Linked DNA regions of Mus musculus: regions 1 and 3 are each linked to region 2. A link is a contact called in public promoter capture Hi-C data. All regions are on one chromosome and are shown on one strand. The core of a region is the stretch at or near the end of the contact, and the rest is flanking DNA. Distances in the headings are between cores, read along the strand shown.

Region 1 (4,363 bases), core at 337-2,836, 3.0 Mb after region 2:
GGTCACTAGGTCACTTTAACTATTCTTCTACTTAATGTAACCAATGTGTGGAGTCTCACCCTCTGGTTTTCTTTTCTTTTTTTACCAAATGGTGTGTGTGGGAGGGGGGGTTAGGTGGAGAAAGTAGCTCACTGGGGAAACAGTTTTTGTTTTTTTGTTTGTTTGTTTTTAAGGGCTATTCTTTCTATAGAAAGAAAGAAAGAAAGAAAGAAAGAGAGAGAGAGAGAGAGAGAGAGAGAGAGAGAAAGAAAGAAAGAAAGAGGAAAAACTTATAGGGATGTGTTGCCTGTCAGTGTGTGCACCAGGAGGCCAGAGGGGAGCAGTGGGTTCCTAGGAACTGCAGTTCCTGGCAGCTCAAAGCCACAGTGTGAATGTGGATAGTGGGAACCCAACAGTGCTCATCCACATCTCAGTCCCTCCGCTTTCTGCTTTTCACCTCACTGGTCTCTACAGGAGGCTACTGGTTGAGGCTGGCCCTTGCCTGTTTGGAAGCAGAAACCTAGGCTTCTGACCTAAAACCTCTTTAGAGCACACCTTTCTTTTTTTTTTTTTTTTAAAGATTTATTTATTATATGTAAGTACACTGTAGCTGTCTTCAGACACTCCAGAAGAGGGAGTCACTTGTTACAGATGGTTGTGAGCCACCATGTGGTTGCTGGGATTTGAACTCCGGACCTTCGGAAGAGCAGTCGGGTACTCTTACCCACTGAGCCATCTCACCAGCCCCCAGAGCACACCTTTCTGCTCCCAGCCACACATATGAACCCCTATAGTTATGTAAACTGACAACAGAAATTGAAAATTGAATTCGGTTTAGGTTTTTGTTTTTGTTTTTTAATCCCTTTTCTGTTTTCAGCTCCAGCTCCATATAGGAAATTTAACACCGGGAGGAAATGATCAGAACACCTGGTGTCTGGGGTGAAACTAAGGCTTAAATCCTAGGTAGGATGCCTGGGACCACACTAAACAATTTACCCCTATTCCCTGGTTTTCATACAGTTCCTTCTATTCAATAAAAGCAATCTATTGCTAATACTGCTTAGACTGACATAGATACTGCGTCCCCAGTTTGGGCGAAAACATACATAAATTCATTTTCCCTTTTTCTCTTACTCCTTGGAGTTTTTCTCCAGTTACCAGCTACGCAAACACAAAGGGACCAGAAAGCAGCGCGGTCGCCCTCACAAGCACCGCACATTGATCGCAGGCTCGGATCCTGCAGCGCCCATGCACTCACTCCTGCCCAAACTGTGTCCCTGAACACACAACGTTCTCGAACGATGTGGCAAAATCCCACAGCAGAGCATATCGGTAAGTGACAAAACAAAAGCGAAAACCCCGCAAGAGAAGAATGAAAACAGGGCTGATGCCCACCTGCAGCCATCAGGCAACACAAACCGCGGCGGGACAGCTCGGTGTCCTGCCAGCCTGACGGTCACTCACCTCACGCTGCAACTCACAGAGCCCGGCACAAAGCACGTGGGGCACCAAGTCCACCCGCAGACATGCACAACCCCAACTGTCCAGACTCCAAGCACAAGCGGTCCGAGCAGGAAACTACATCTGGATCCAAGAAGTTGTGCGCCCCTAGGTCACTTCCGGTTGTTTTGTAATGGTTATCACGGCTTACACGCCTCCCACTTCGGGGACGGCGCGCATGCGCGCTACCACTGGCAGAGATAAATCTTGCCAATACTTACTATGGCTCATCTAGTGGTTCTTGCTCTTTCAGAAAGTACCATGGCTGCACTCACGCTCCAGTGATAAGGAAGCTACCATCAAAGTGCCTCAGTTCCTTATAACCAGGCAAGACTGGTGGAAGGTGATGTATTGAAAGCCCAAGGCTGTCTCACGTGGCCACGGGAGTTGTTGCCTACCAGTATTTGTATCTACTTCTAGGAGTCTAACATTGTATCCTCATAAAAGTATCTTTTCTAGTGATTTTTAAATTTTTATTAGACTTATTTCATATATTTTGCCTGCATGTATAATCATGCCCCCCGTGCATACCTACTGGCTGTGGAGGTCAGAAGAAATGATAGGAACCCCTGGGATTGGAGCTACAGGTGATTTTGAGTCCTCATCTGGGTGCTGTGAATGGAAGCCAGAACATCTGCAAGAATAACAACTGCTCTTGGCCAATGTCTCTCCTTTTCTTTGCCTTTTCTCTTTATTTTCACCCGACCTTAAAAGGGTTCTCATTTATTTTTTTTTGAGATTGTCTCACTTTGTTGGCTTGACAGGCTTGGAACTGGCCATGGAGATCATTCTGGCTTTGCACTCTCAGACATCTCATGGCCTCTGTCTTCTTCTGAGTCCTAGGATTAAAGTTGTTTACCACCACACCTGACCTTTTCTCATTTTTCAAAGATTGAAAACTAGGAAGGATTATCAGGAAACAGGAAAGGGAAGCCATATGGAAGATTAAAAGTGAAAATATGAGATGAACCATCATGTGCTTCTGGCTGGAGGTATCTCATGATCCCCAGAGAATAGAACTCTCTTCTTGCTGAGAAGTAAACTGAACCACAGCTCATTCACCAGGAAAATGGAGCACTTGCCTCATAGATGGTGATGACTTACTAACGAGAGGCAGAAGCTGAAGCTGCACATGCATAAAATCAGAAGTTAGTGTCTATACATGAGAGAGAACATGTTGTGATTGTCTTCCTAATAATCCTCAATTGCCTCATTCATCTTTTCCAATTTATTCCATCTTTCTATAGGTTTCATTTTTGATTACCTAATAAAATTCCATTAAATTTATAATAGAGTTTAATTATACATCTGTCTGTATTGATGAACATATAGACTGATACCTTTTATTTGCTTTTGTGAAAATAGTAGAAAGAATAGTGGTAAACAAGGATATGTTAATATCTCTTTGCTATGATATGGATTCCCAGTGTGTGTGTGTGTGTGTGTGTGTGTGTGTGTGTGTACATATACATATGATTAGCTAGGCCACAGGATAGATCTAGTTTTAGTAATTTTAGAAACCAACACTAAGGGTGCATACTGAATCCCTGTTCTCCAAAATACATCTAAACAACCAAAGAACAACAACAAAAACCCCAAATGATTTTATTAAGATTACCACAATCGAAGTTCTCCTCCAACAGTGAGTAAGGCCTCCCTCATTCACATTTAAGCAGAACTTGTTGTCCTTTTCTTTCTTTTCTTTTTTTTTTTCCTTTTTTTGGTTTTTCCAGGCAGAATTTCTCTGTATAACTCTGGCTGTCCTGGAACTCACACCATAGACCAAGCTGGCCTCGAACTCAGAAATCTGCCTGCCTCTGCCTCCCAAGTGCTGGGATTAAAGGCGTGCGCCACCATTGCCCAGCAGTTTTGGGTTTTTCATTTTGTTTTTCTGTTGTTGTTTATGTGATTTCTCTTTCACACTCTTTTATTTCTTTTGACCATTAAGCCCTGATTCATCGGGACTACAATCAGGCAGCTCAGGATCTTTCCCATGGGTTGTCAAAGTGCTCCTCTCTGGGAGGAACAGGCTGCAGCTTCAGCTGAACCCAGGTACCCTCTTCTTGTGGTTCTCTATTTTCTGACTATTTCCCTTTACCCTTTTCAGGACACTATCTTGACTATTAGGAATGCTCATTTTCATTTTGCTGGAAGTTAAATGTATGAGATATATTCAGTACTGGAAGTGTAAAATTTATTATGATCCTCTACAGAACCATTTCAAGTACAAAATTTAATTGTAAATAAGTTAATTAAGTGATATATATTTTGATAAATTTGGATGTGTTATTGTTGTGTGCAAGGGTTTTTGGGTTTTTATTTTTATTTTATTCATTATTTTATTTATTACATCCCAGATGTTACCCATCCTCCAGGTCCCCCCTCCTAGAATTCTTTCCCCCTTTCCTTCACCTCTGAGAGGGTCTCCCACCCCCTACCCTGGGCATCCCCTATCTACAGGATAAGACACATCCTCTCCCACTGAAGCTGGACAAGGCAGTCCTTGTTACATTATATGCCAGGGCCAGAAAGTACAGAGTACCCATGATACACCCCACAGACCCTAAGAAATTGAACAAGAAGTTCTTCAATCTCACTTAGAAGGGGAACAAATTAATCATGGGAGGCACAGGGAAGAAGAGTGGTAGATGGGAGAGGAGGGAGGGGGAGGAAAAAAAGGGGGGCAGGATCAGGTATGGGGAGAGACAGGAGAGAAGCAAAGAAGACCAGGAAAATGGTTGGAAATGTGCAGCTGCCTGAGGTGGGTGGCTTGGTTGGGTGGTGTGGGAAACCTCTTGAAAGTCCCAGAGACCTGGGAGGTGGGAGGCTCCCAGGACTCATTGTAGGTGACCTTAGCCAAAATGCCCAACACTGGGGAGATAGA
Region 2 (5,051 bases), core at 31-2,530:
GGAGTATGTTTGAGATGTTTGAACAATTTTAGTTTAGGGTATTTCCATAGCTCAGGCCAGCTCTGCCTCAGTCTTTGAAGTTCTGAGGTTACAGTCCCTTGCCCCCAAGCCCAGCTTCATTTTCTTGGCATTAGTTTGTTGGCAGCTGAAATAAACCAAGTTGGCCTTGTACTCACAGAGATCCACCTGCCTCTGCCTCAGGAACGCTGGGATTAAAGGGATGCGCCATCACAGCCCATGAACCCACATTCTTACCTCTCAGTATCAATTGATAAGTATCTTATTAGATTTCATTTTATTTCATGGGCAAAAGTAGAAGGCATGAGTTCCTCTGAAACTGAATTTACAGGCAGTTGTGAGTTGACAGATGTGTGAGCTTGGGAAGAGAACTAAGGTTCTCTGGAAGAGCAATACACACTCTTTAACCTCCTATCCTCCAGCCCTTTTATTTATTTCTGTAATTAGTTTTTTGCCTTCAAGTTTGAGGTGGGTACCCAAGATTCAACCTCTGGTTTCAACCATGCTATGGAAGCATTGTATTACAGAGTGTTTCTGTGTTGTGTGTGTTTCTGTTCTGAGACTGGCCTTGAATCCAGTCTGTAGCCTTGTCAGATGCCTGATTTTCCTGCCTCAGCCTCCCATGTACTGGGATTACAGGACCTAGCTAGACTGGTCTCTAAATTTGGCAGTCTCTTTATCCCCACCTCCCTTTCAAAAGTAAATAACAGTTGCGCTTAAATTTTTTTTTTTAATCAACTTTTGGAAAAGCGAAATGGCTCAGCGAGTAAAGGTGCTTGCTTCTAAACCCTATGAATTGAGTTCGATCCCCAGGACCCATAAGGTGCAAAGGGGCCATCAACTCTAGCTAATTGCCCTTTAACTTCCACTCATGCTCTGTGGGACACATGTTCTTCTGCCACACTTTTCTTTTAACTAAATACATGCAATTAAAATTTTTAAATTAACCTTTTGTATAAAAATTCACGGCGATCCCTATACTAGCCATTGCGTGTAGTGGACAGTGCGAACGCACGACTCTAGACGGCAGGTCCAGCTCTGGAAGGCAGGAGTAAGTTCCTAAAAGGAAAACTCCTTCACGTGTGTACTCGGGGGACAAGCCACGGGCCACAAGGACCCGCTGGGCTGCCTTTGTCTCTTCGCTTCCACTCTCTCCTGTCACTCCGGCCTTGCTAGCCATTCAGAGCAGCCAGACCAGCTGTCCAATAAAGGGCGCTGCCGAGCGGCGAGAGGCGGGTTTTTCGCCGCCATGCTCCGGGTTCCCCTTTAAGGCTGAGCGAGGTGCCACTTGAGCCGCGCTTGCGAGCTCCGCTGCCAGGACCTGTGGGGAGAGTGCAGTCGAGATCGGAAGCCGCGCCATGGTGAGCAAGGGGCTGCTGTCCTCAGACGGGGAGGAGAGGCGGGCTGAGCCCCGGGAGGCCGTCTGGTGGAGCCTCCTTGCGGCTGGAGCGGAAGCGCTGTTCTGGGCCCCGGCTCTGGTCAGCTCCGCCCCTCGGGCCGCGCTTGCGTAGAGCGCAGAGCGCGGTGGCAGGAGGCTCCGCCCCTCTCGCCTTTTCGGGTGACGTCACTTTGTTACGGGCTCTTAGGCAGTGTTGTGAGTCCAGTTCGTCTCAGTTATCTTTAAGAGGTTCTGTACTTCGCATTTCATTATTTAGGTTTAGAATACACTTAGAGTTAATTTTCGTGACAGTTATAAAGTCCTTTATTAATTTCTTACATATAGATGTTAAGGTGGCTCACTAATATTTATTAATGAAGGGAATTCCTTGAGTTTTCTTTGTTTCTTTGTCAAAAACAGCTAACTGTATTCTTTTACCTTTATTTCCTAATTTTCTCTTTATCTTTTTATTGTGAAATAGGACATTTGTTTTGGCTTTTGAAATAGGGTCTCTCTACGAAGTCCTGGCTCCCTCCGGAGCTCTCTTTGTAGACCAGGCTGGCCTTGCATGCACTCACAGATATCCTGCCTCTGCCTCCGGAATGCTTTGATTAAAGATGCTGGGCTGAGAACATTCTCCAGAGTAGATTGCTTTTATTATTGTAGTTTAAACAAAGTTTTACAGTCAGATGATAGTGCGCGCGCGCGCGTGTGTGTGTGTGTGTGTGTGTGTGTGTGTGTGTGACCTATTCTAGTGTGCTGACTGTTTTCTTTAGAGATAGACACTCATGACTCAGTCTATGCTTAAACTCGCTGTGTTACCGAGGGTTAACTTTGAACTTCTGATCTTTCTTTTTTCACTCACCGCAAGAGTGAGTGTAATTCAAAAAGTGAAAGAAACTCGAAGTACGGAACCTCTTAAAGATAACGCAGAGAAACTAGACCTGCAATACCACCCGATTAAAGACTAAAGATATGTGTCAGCCATTTCTGTCTTTATGTAGTGCTTCAAAAGGAACCCAAGGCTTCTTCCTGCTCCTCAGAAGGCTCTATACCAACTGTGCTACTTACCAGTCTCATGTGTTTTCCCTTCCCGCACAATCTTTATTTTTAAGATTTATGTATTTTATATGTTTGAATGTTTTGTATGCATATTACATAATGCCTAGTTCCCTCGGAGGGGAGAAGATGGCGGTAAGTCCCTTGAGCTTGAGTTGATGTTTGTGAACCCCACGGGTGCTGAGAACCCAATGGGGAATCCCTTGCTAGAACAAGATTTCTTAACCACTTAGCTTTCTCTTTAACACTGCAGTTTTCTCATCCTGTGTTCAATTTCACTTTGCGAGGTCAAAAGACCCAGGGGTCTTATATCACACATGCTACATATCAGATATTTACATTATGACTCATACAAGTAACAAAATTACGGTTATGAAGTAGCAACAAAATAATTTTACAGTTGGGGGTCACCACAACACGAAGAACTGTGTCAAAGGGTTGCAGCACTAGGAAGGTTGGGAACCACTGCTTTAGACTTTGCATACAACCGATAGAATTAGATTTGTTATTAAGTAGCTAGAACTTCTTTTTTAGATTGTGTTGAATCTACAAATCTCTAAAAAAAAAATGGCGTATATATGTGTTTGTGTGTGTAGACTGGTGGGCACACTACCAAGCATGTGTGAACATCTGAAGACAACTTTCAGGAATCGGTTCTTACGTTGTATGGACCCCAGGTGTCAAACTCAGGAATTCAGATTTGGCACCAAACACCTTTAACATGCTGAACTATCTCTTGAGGTCTCTTGAGTTCTGTGTTGAGTTTATAGTTTAATTTGAGAAGTAACATAATTTTAAAGCTTTTGGTCCACAATTGGAATCTTTGCGCTCATTTAACTTTTCAATTAATAATTTAAAGTTTGTGTTTATAGATCGTTATTAAAGTCATATGTATTTCTAACTCCTTTTATCTTTGGTGCTATATAAATGATGCTTTTAAATGATATAATCAGATGTTCAGTGCTGATATGCAGGAAAATGATAGGTCATTAATTGAGTAATTTTGCATTTTTTTTTCCTTTTTTCTTTTTTCTAAATTGAGACAGGATCTCAGCCTGTAGCTCTGGAACTTTTTAGATCTGCCTGCCTTTGCCTTTCAAGTGCTTTTTTTTTCCTTGAATTTTTGTTGGGGCTGGGGATTTTCTGTGGTCAAAGACAAAATTATATTTTTCTGCTCAATATCACCTTGTCCCTGTTTTTTTTAAGGTTTTGTATTTTTAAGATTTTATGTTTATGAATATATGCCTGAATGTCTGTCTGTATAGATCCCCTGGAATCAAAGTTAGTATCTGGCTTACATGTGGATTCTGGGAACTTAATTCAGATCTTTTGCAAGAGAGCCAAAGATTCTTAACCCATGAGCCTCTCCAACCCCATGGGGTTTTAGGTATTGTCTTAGTTAGGGTTTTACTGCTGTGAACAGACACCATGACCAAGGCAACTCTTATAAGGACAACATTTAATTGGGGCTGGCTTACAGGTTCAGAGGTTCAGTCCATTATCATCAAGACAGGAGCATGGCAGCATTCAGACCGGCATGGTGCAGGAAAAGCTGAGAGTTCTACATCTTCATCTGAAGGCTGCTAGCTGAATACTGGCTCCCAGGCAGCTGGAACAAGGGTATTAAAGCCCATACCCACAAGGCCACACCTACTCCAACAAGGCCACACCTCCCAACAGTGCCACTCCCTGAGCCAAGCATATACACACCATCACAGGTATCCACCAGAGAAGACTTCTTTGACGTGGGCTTAAGCCAATAGAATGCTTTTATTAGGCAGCTAGTGACTACACTGGGTAGTCAGAATCCCAGTGTACCACTGAGCCTTTCTCAGGGTGTGTTTTTAAGTACAAGAAATCAACATTCTGGATTGACATAGTTCAGTTAACAAGAACAGTTAGCCAGAAGTGGATCTACAGATCTAAACGTTAAGTTAGTACATTTAGAGACTTTCCCACAATTATGGACTTTGATAGGTTAAGGGTTTGTTTTCATTTGGTCTATGGGCTGAGTTTTCTGACCTGATTGATAGAGAATCATGGAGTTAGTTGTGCTAAGATCTTGCAGCCTACTAAAGTCTGGGAGCCTGTTACATTCCCCATTGAGCTTAGAGTGGTGGACTTATCCTGCTTTAAGGAGTTGAAGCTGGCCCCAGATACTAAACTGACACATAATTAGCCATCTAGATGAAGATGCAGGTCCCTGCTGTTAATCCAATCAGAATGAGAATTAAAGGTCCAGACAATACTGATAGCAGAGTAGTAGCCAGGGAAACCAAGAGAAAAGAGACTGGTATCAATTTGTTTTTGTCTTTTTCTCATTTTGATTTTTTTCCCCAATGATGGCAAGATGTTTTCTATTATTCTTAATCAATGAATGCAAAATAACAGGTTTCTTCCGAAGCCATATATAGAAACTTTCCATTATCTCATGAGAAGTCTAAACCTCTTCAATTCTCTAGGACTATTTCTGCAAGGGAATCTAACTGTTGTTTTAATCAAGAAATGGAAACTTTTAATATGTTTAGGACCTGACCAACTTGTCTACTTAGTTTGGAAAGCATCAGAAGAGGCACATGTAGTCGACACCATTAGT
Region 3 (4,380 bases), core at 1,621-4,120, 2.1 Mb after region 2:
AAACAACAACAGAAAAAAACAAAACAAAACCCCCAAACCATAAATAGATAAATAAAAACCCCAAACAATAAAACCACGAGAAATGGGATTGAACAGAAAATTCTCAGAAGATATACTTTTATTTATTTATTTAGAAATTTTCTTTTCTTTTTATTTATTTTATTATTTATTTATTTATATTAGATATTTTCTTCATTTACATTTCAAATGCTATCCCAAAAGTCCCCCATACCCTCCCCCAGCCTTGCTCCCCAACCCACCCACTCCTGCTTCCTGGCCCTGGCATTCCCTTGTACTGGGGCATATGATCTATGCAAGACCAAGGGCCTCTCCTCCCTCTGATGGCCTACTAGGCCATCCTCTGCTACATATGCAACTAGAGACACAGCTCTTGGGGGTGGGGTACTTGTTAGTTCATATCCTTGTTCCTCCTATAGGGTTGCAGACCCCTTTAGCTCCTTGGGTACTTTCTCTAGCTCCTTCATTGGGGGCCCTGTATTCTATCCAATAGATGACTGTGAGCATCCACTTCTGTATTTGCCAGGCATTGGCATAGACTCACACAAGAGAGCTATGTCAGGGTCCTGTCAGCAAAATCTTTCTGGCATATGTAATAGTGTCTGGGTTTGGTGGTTGTATATGGGATGGATTCCCGGGCGGGGTAGTCTCTGGATTGTCTTTCCTTCCATCTTAGCTCTGAACTTTGTCTCTGTAACTCCTTCTGTGGGTACTTTGTTTCCCATTCTAAGAAGGAACAAAGTATCCACACTTTGGTTTTCCTTCTTCTTGAGTTTCATGTGTTTTGCAAATTGTATCTTGGATATTCTAAGTTTTTGGGCTAATATCTGCTTATCAGTGAGTGCATACCATGTGTGTTCTTTTGTGATTGGGTTATCTCACTCAGGATGATATCCTCCAGATGCATCCATTTGCCTAAGAATTTCATGAATTCATTCTTTTTAATAGCTGAGTAGTACTCCATTGTGTAAATGTACCACATTTTCTGTATCCATTCCTCTGTTGATGGACATCTAGATTCTTTCCAGCCTCTGGCTATTATAAATAAGGCTGCTATGAACATAGTGGAGCATGTGTCCTCATTACAAGTTGGAACATCTTCTGGGTATATGCCCAAGAGAGGCATTGCTAGATCTTCCGGTAGTACTATGTCCAATTTTCGGAGGAACCACCAAACTGATTTCCAGAGTGGTTCCTCCACCCTGCATTCTGTTCTCAGTGGGAAGATCTAGACCATCTGTGAACTGGCCACGATGACACATTGCTGTGTAATCCTAGCATTTGAATAGTATAGACAAGAAGATCAGAGTTAAATTCAAGGCCAGCTTGGCCTAAATAGTTCTAGACCATCCAGGGCTAGAGTGCAAATACTTACCCTATGTGTAGACACCTCACATTATCCTTGGCTTTAGTCTCATATTCTACATTAGGTTTACTGATTTATTTACAGTGCTGGATGCATTCCCTATTTTATTGTCTCTCCCCATTTACCATTATTTCTAATGTACACCTAGTTCTGCAATTGTTTTTATTATGCAACTTAAAAAGGAAAGTTTACTTCTCAGCAAGAAGAGAGCTCTGTTCTCTGGGGATCATGAGATTCCTCCAGCCAGAAGCACATGATGGTTCATCTCATATTTTCTCTTTTAATCTTCCATATGGCTTTCCTTTCATGTTTCCTGATAATCCTTCCTAGTTTTCAATCTTTGAAAAATGAGAAAAGGTCAGGTGTGGTGGTAAACAACTTTAATCTTAGCACTCAGAAGACAGAGGCCATGAGATGTCTGAGAGTGCAAAGCCAGAATGATCTCCATGGCTAGTTCCAAGCCTGTCACGCCAACAAAGTGAGACAATCTCAAAAATAAATAATTGAGAACCCTTTTAAGGTCGGGTGAAAATAAAGGGAAAAGGCAAAGAAAAGGAGAGACATTGGCCAAGAGCAGTTGCTTCCATTTACAGCACCCAGACAAGGACTCAAAATCATCTGTAGCTCCAATCCCAGGGGGTCCTACCCTTTCTTCTGACCTCCACAACCACTAGGCATGCACGGGGGGCATGATTATACATGCAGGCAAAATATATGAAATAAGTCTAATAAAAATTTAAAAATCACTAGAAAAGGTATTTTTATGAGGATACAATTTCAGACTCCTAGAAGTAGTTACAAATACTGGTAGGCAACAACTCCCGTGGCCACGTGAGACAGCCTTGGGCTTTCAGTACATCACCTTCCACCAGTCTTGCCCGGTTGTAAGGAACTGAGGCACTTTGATGATGGCTTCCTTATCACTGGAGCGTGAGTGCGGCCCTGGTACTTTCTGAAGGAGCAAGAACCACTAGATGAGCCATAGTAAGTATTGGCAAGATTTACCTCTGCCAGTGGTAGCGCGCACGCGCGCCGTCCCCCAAGTGGGAGGCGTGTAAGCCGTGATAACCATTACAAAACAACCGGAAGTGACCTAGGGGCGCGCAACTTCTTGGATCCAGATGTAGTTTCCTGCTAGGACCGCTTGTGCTTGGAGGCTGGACCGTTGGGGTTGTGCATGTCTGCGGGTGGACTTGGTGCCCCACGTGCTTTGTGCCGGGCTCTGTGAGTTGCAGCGTGAGGTGAGTGACCGTCAGGCTGGCAGGACACCGGGCTGTCGCGCCGCGGTTTGTGCTGCCTGATGGCTGCAGGTGGGCATCAGCCCTGTTTTCGTTCTTCTCTTGCGGGGTTTTCGCTTCTGTTTTGTCACTTACCGATATGCTCTGCTGTGGGATTTTGCCACATCGTTCGAGAACGTTGTGTGTTCAGGGACACAGTTTGGGCAGGAGTCAGTGCATGGGCGCTGCAGGATCCGAGCCTAAGATCAATGTGCTGTGCTTGTTGAGGGCGACCGCGCTGCTTTCTGGTCCCTTAGTGTTTGAGTAGCTGGTAAGTGGTCTGTGAGAGGAGAAAAACTCCAAGGAGTAAGAGAAAACGGGAAAATGAATTTATGTACATTTTGGCCCAAACTGGGACCAAACGTATTTATGTCGCCCTACGCAGTAGTAGCAATTGCTTTTATTGAGTAGAGGGAACTGTATGAAAGCCAGGGAATAGGGGTAAGCTGTTTAGTGTGGTCCCAGTCATCCAAGCAGGGATTTAAGCCTTAGTTTCACCCCAGACACCAGGTGTTCTGATCATTTCCTCCCCGTGTTATATTTTCTATATGGAGCTGGAGCTGAAAACAGAAAAGGAATTTAAAAACAAAAAACAAACAAACAAAAGAACTAAACCGAATTCAATTTCTATTGTCAGTTTACATAACTATTGGGGTCCATATGTGTGGCTAAGTTGGAGGCTGGCCTGTGCTAGGAGCAGAAAGGTGTGCTCTAAAGAGGTTTTAGGTCAGAAGCCTAGTTTTCTGCATCCAAACAGTCAAGGGCCAGCCTCAACCAGTAGCCTCCTGTAGAGACCAGTGAGGTGAAAAGCAGAAAGCGGAGGGACTGAGATGTGGATGAGCACTGTTGGGTTCCCACTATCCACATTCACACTGTGGCTTTGAGCTGCCAGGAAATGCAGTTCCTAGGAATCCACTGCTCCCCCTCTGGCCTCCTGGTGCACACACAGACAGCCAACAATCCCTATAATTTTTTCCTTTTCCTTTTCCTTTTCCTTTTCCTTTTCCTTTTCCTTTTCCTTTTCCTTTTTCTTTTTAAAAAAAATTTTTGAATAGAAAGAATAGGCCTTTGACAAAATTCTTTTTCCCCAGTGAGCTACTTTCTCCACCTAACCCCCCTCACACACACATCATTTGGTAAAAAAAGAAAAGAGAACCAGAGGGTGAGACTCCACACATTGGTTACATTAAGCAGAAGAATAGTTAAAGTGACCTAGTGATCCCATGTCTGTCTCTAGTGCACAGATTTAAGGTTAAGTTTAGAAATCAAGCTTTATGTATTAAAGTAGTGCTGCAGGTTGTGGTGGCACACGACTGTCCTGTAATCTTAGCACTCTACACTCGGAGGCTGCAGGATGACTGCATTATGGAGGCTGGGCTGGGCATGAAGTAGGCTAGGAGTCAGCAGTGTAGAAGTAAGAGCCAAAGTGTAGAAGACATGCATAATGCTTTTTAGAAAAAGCAGATTTGTGTGTGTGTTTCATTTTCAAGGTTTGTTTTTATTTTACATATATGAATGAGTATTTGACTGGTTGTATATAGGTACACCAAGTGTGTGCCTAATGCCCAGAGAAGCCAGAAGAGATCTGAGACCCTGGAATGTGGAGGAGGTTGTGAGCCCCATGTGGGTACTGAACCTGGGACCTCTGCAAGGTCACCAAGTGCTCATAATCTCTGAGCCATCGTTTATGACTTTTTTTTTTTTTGTTCTCTTACTACA

What was found. Promoter capture Hi-C pulls out the DNA fragments that hold promoters and counts their contacts.
Region 1: a promoter capture Hi-C map of hippocampal neurons shows a contact between it and region 2, with 12 times the contacts expected there. The contact joins the promoter of Zfp141 here to the promoter of Zfp619 in region 2. A contact is called at or near these places in 2 of 39 promoter capture datasets (cranial neural crest and hippocampal neurons).
Region 3: a promoter capture Hi-C map of hippocampal neurons shows a contact between it and region 2, with 12 times the contacts expected there. The contact joins the enhancer-like site here to the promoter of Zfp619 in region 2. A contact is called at or near these places in 4 of 39 promoter capture datasets (cranial neural crest, hippocampal neurons, maxillary cranial neural crest and 1 more), 1 of 484 Hi-C or Micro-C datasets (CD4 T cells) and 1 of 115 datasets of contacts at active chromatin or transcription factors (embryonic stem cells).

Annotation. Positions count from the first base shown.
Region 1 is chr7:42,504,167-42,508,529 of GRCm38.p6, forward strand. Zfp141 (zinc finger protein 141) reads right to left here and starts at 1,587. Exons shown (of 7, transcript NM_001309388.1): 1 at 1,444-1,587. Gm35353 (a long non-coding RNA gene) reads left to right here and starts at 1,661. Exons shown (of 3, transcript XR_391403.4): 1 at 1,661-2,627; 2 at 3,428-3,531.
Region 2 is chr7:39,516,486-39,521,536 of GRCm38.p6, forward strand. Zfp619 (zinc finger protein 619) reads left to right here and starts at 1,281. Exons shown (of 4, transcript NM_001004139.2): 1 at 1,281-1,379. The coding sequence starts at 1,377.
Region 3 is chr7:41,596,776-41,601,155 of GRCm38.p6, forward strand. No RefSeq gene overlaps it. Among named protein-coding and RNA genes, the nearest start is that of Gm51480, 34 kb to the right of the region's middle. Within about 2 kb of position 2,871, at least 373 of the 459 cell types and tissues checked have an H3K27ac peak or open chromatin away from gene starts, as enhancers often do. A contact at or near this core is called in embryonic stem cells, hippocampal neurons and pre-B cells, where this site is marked.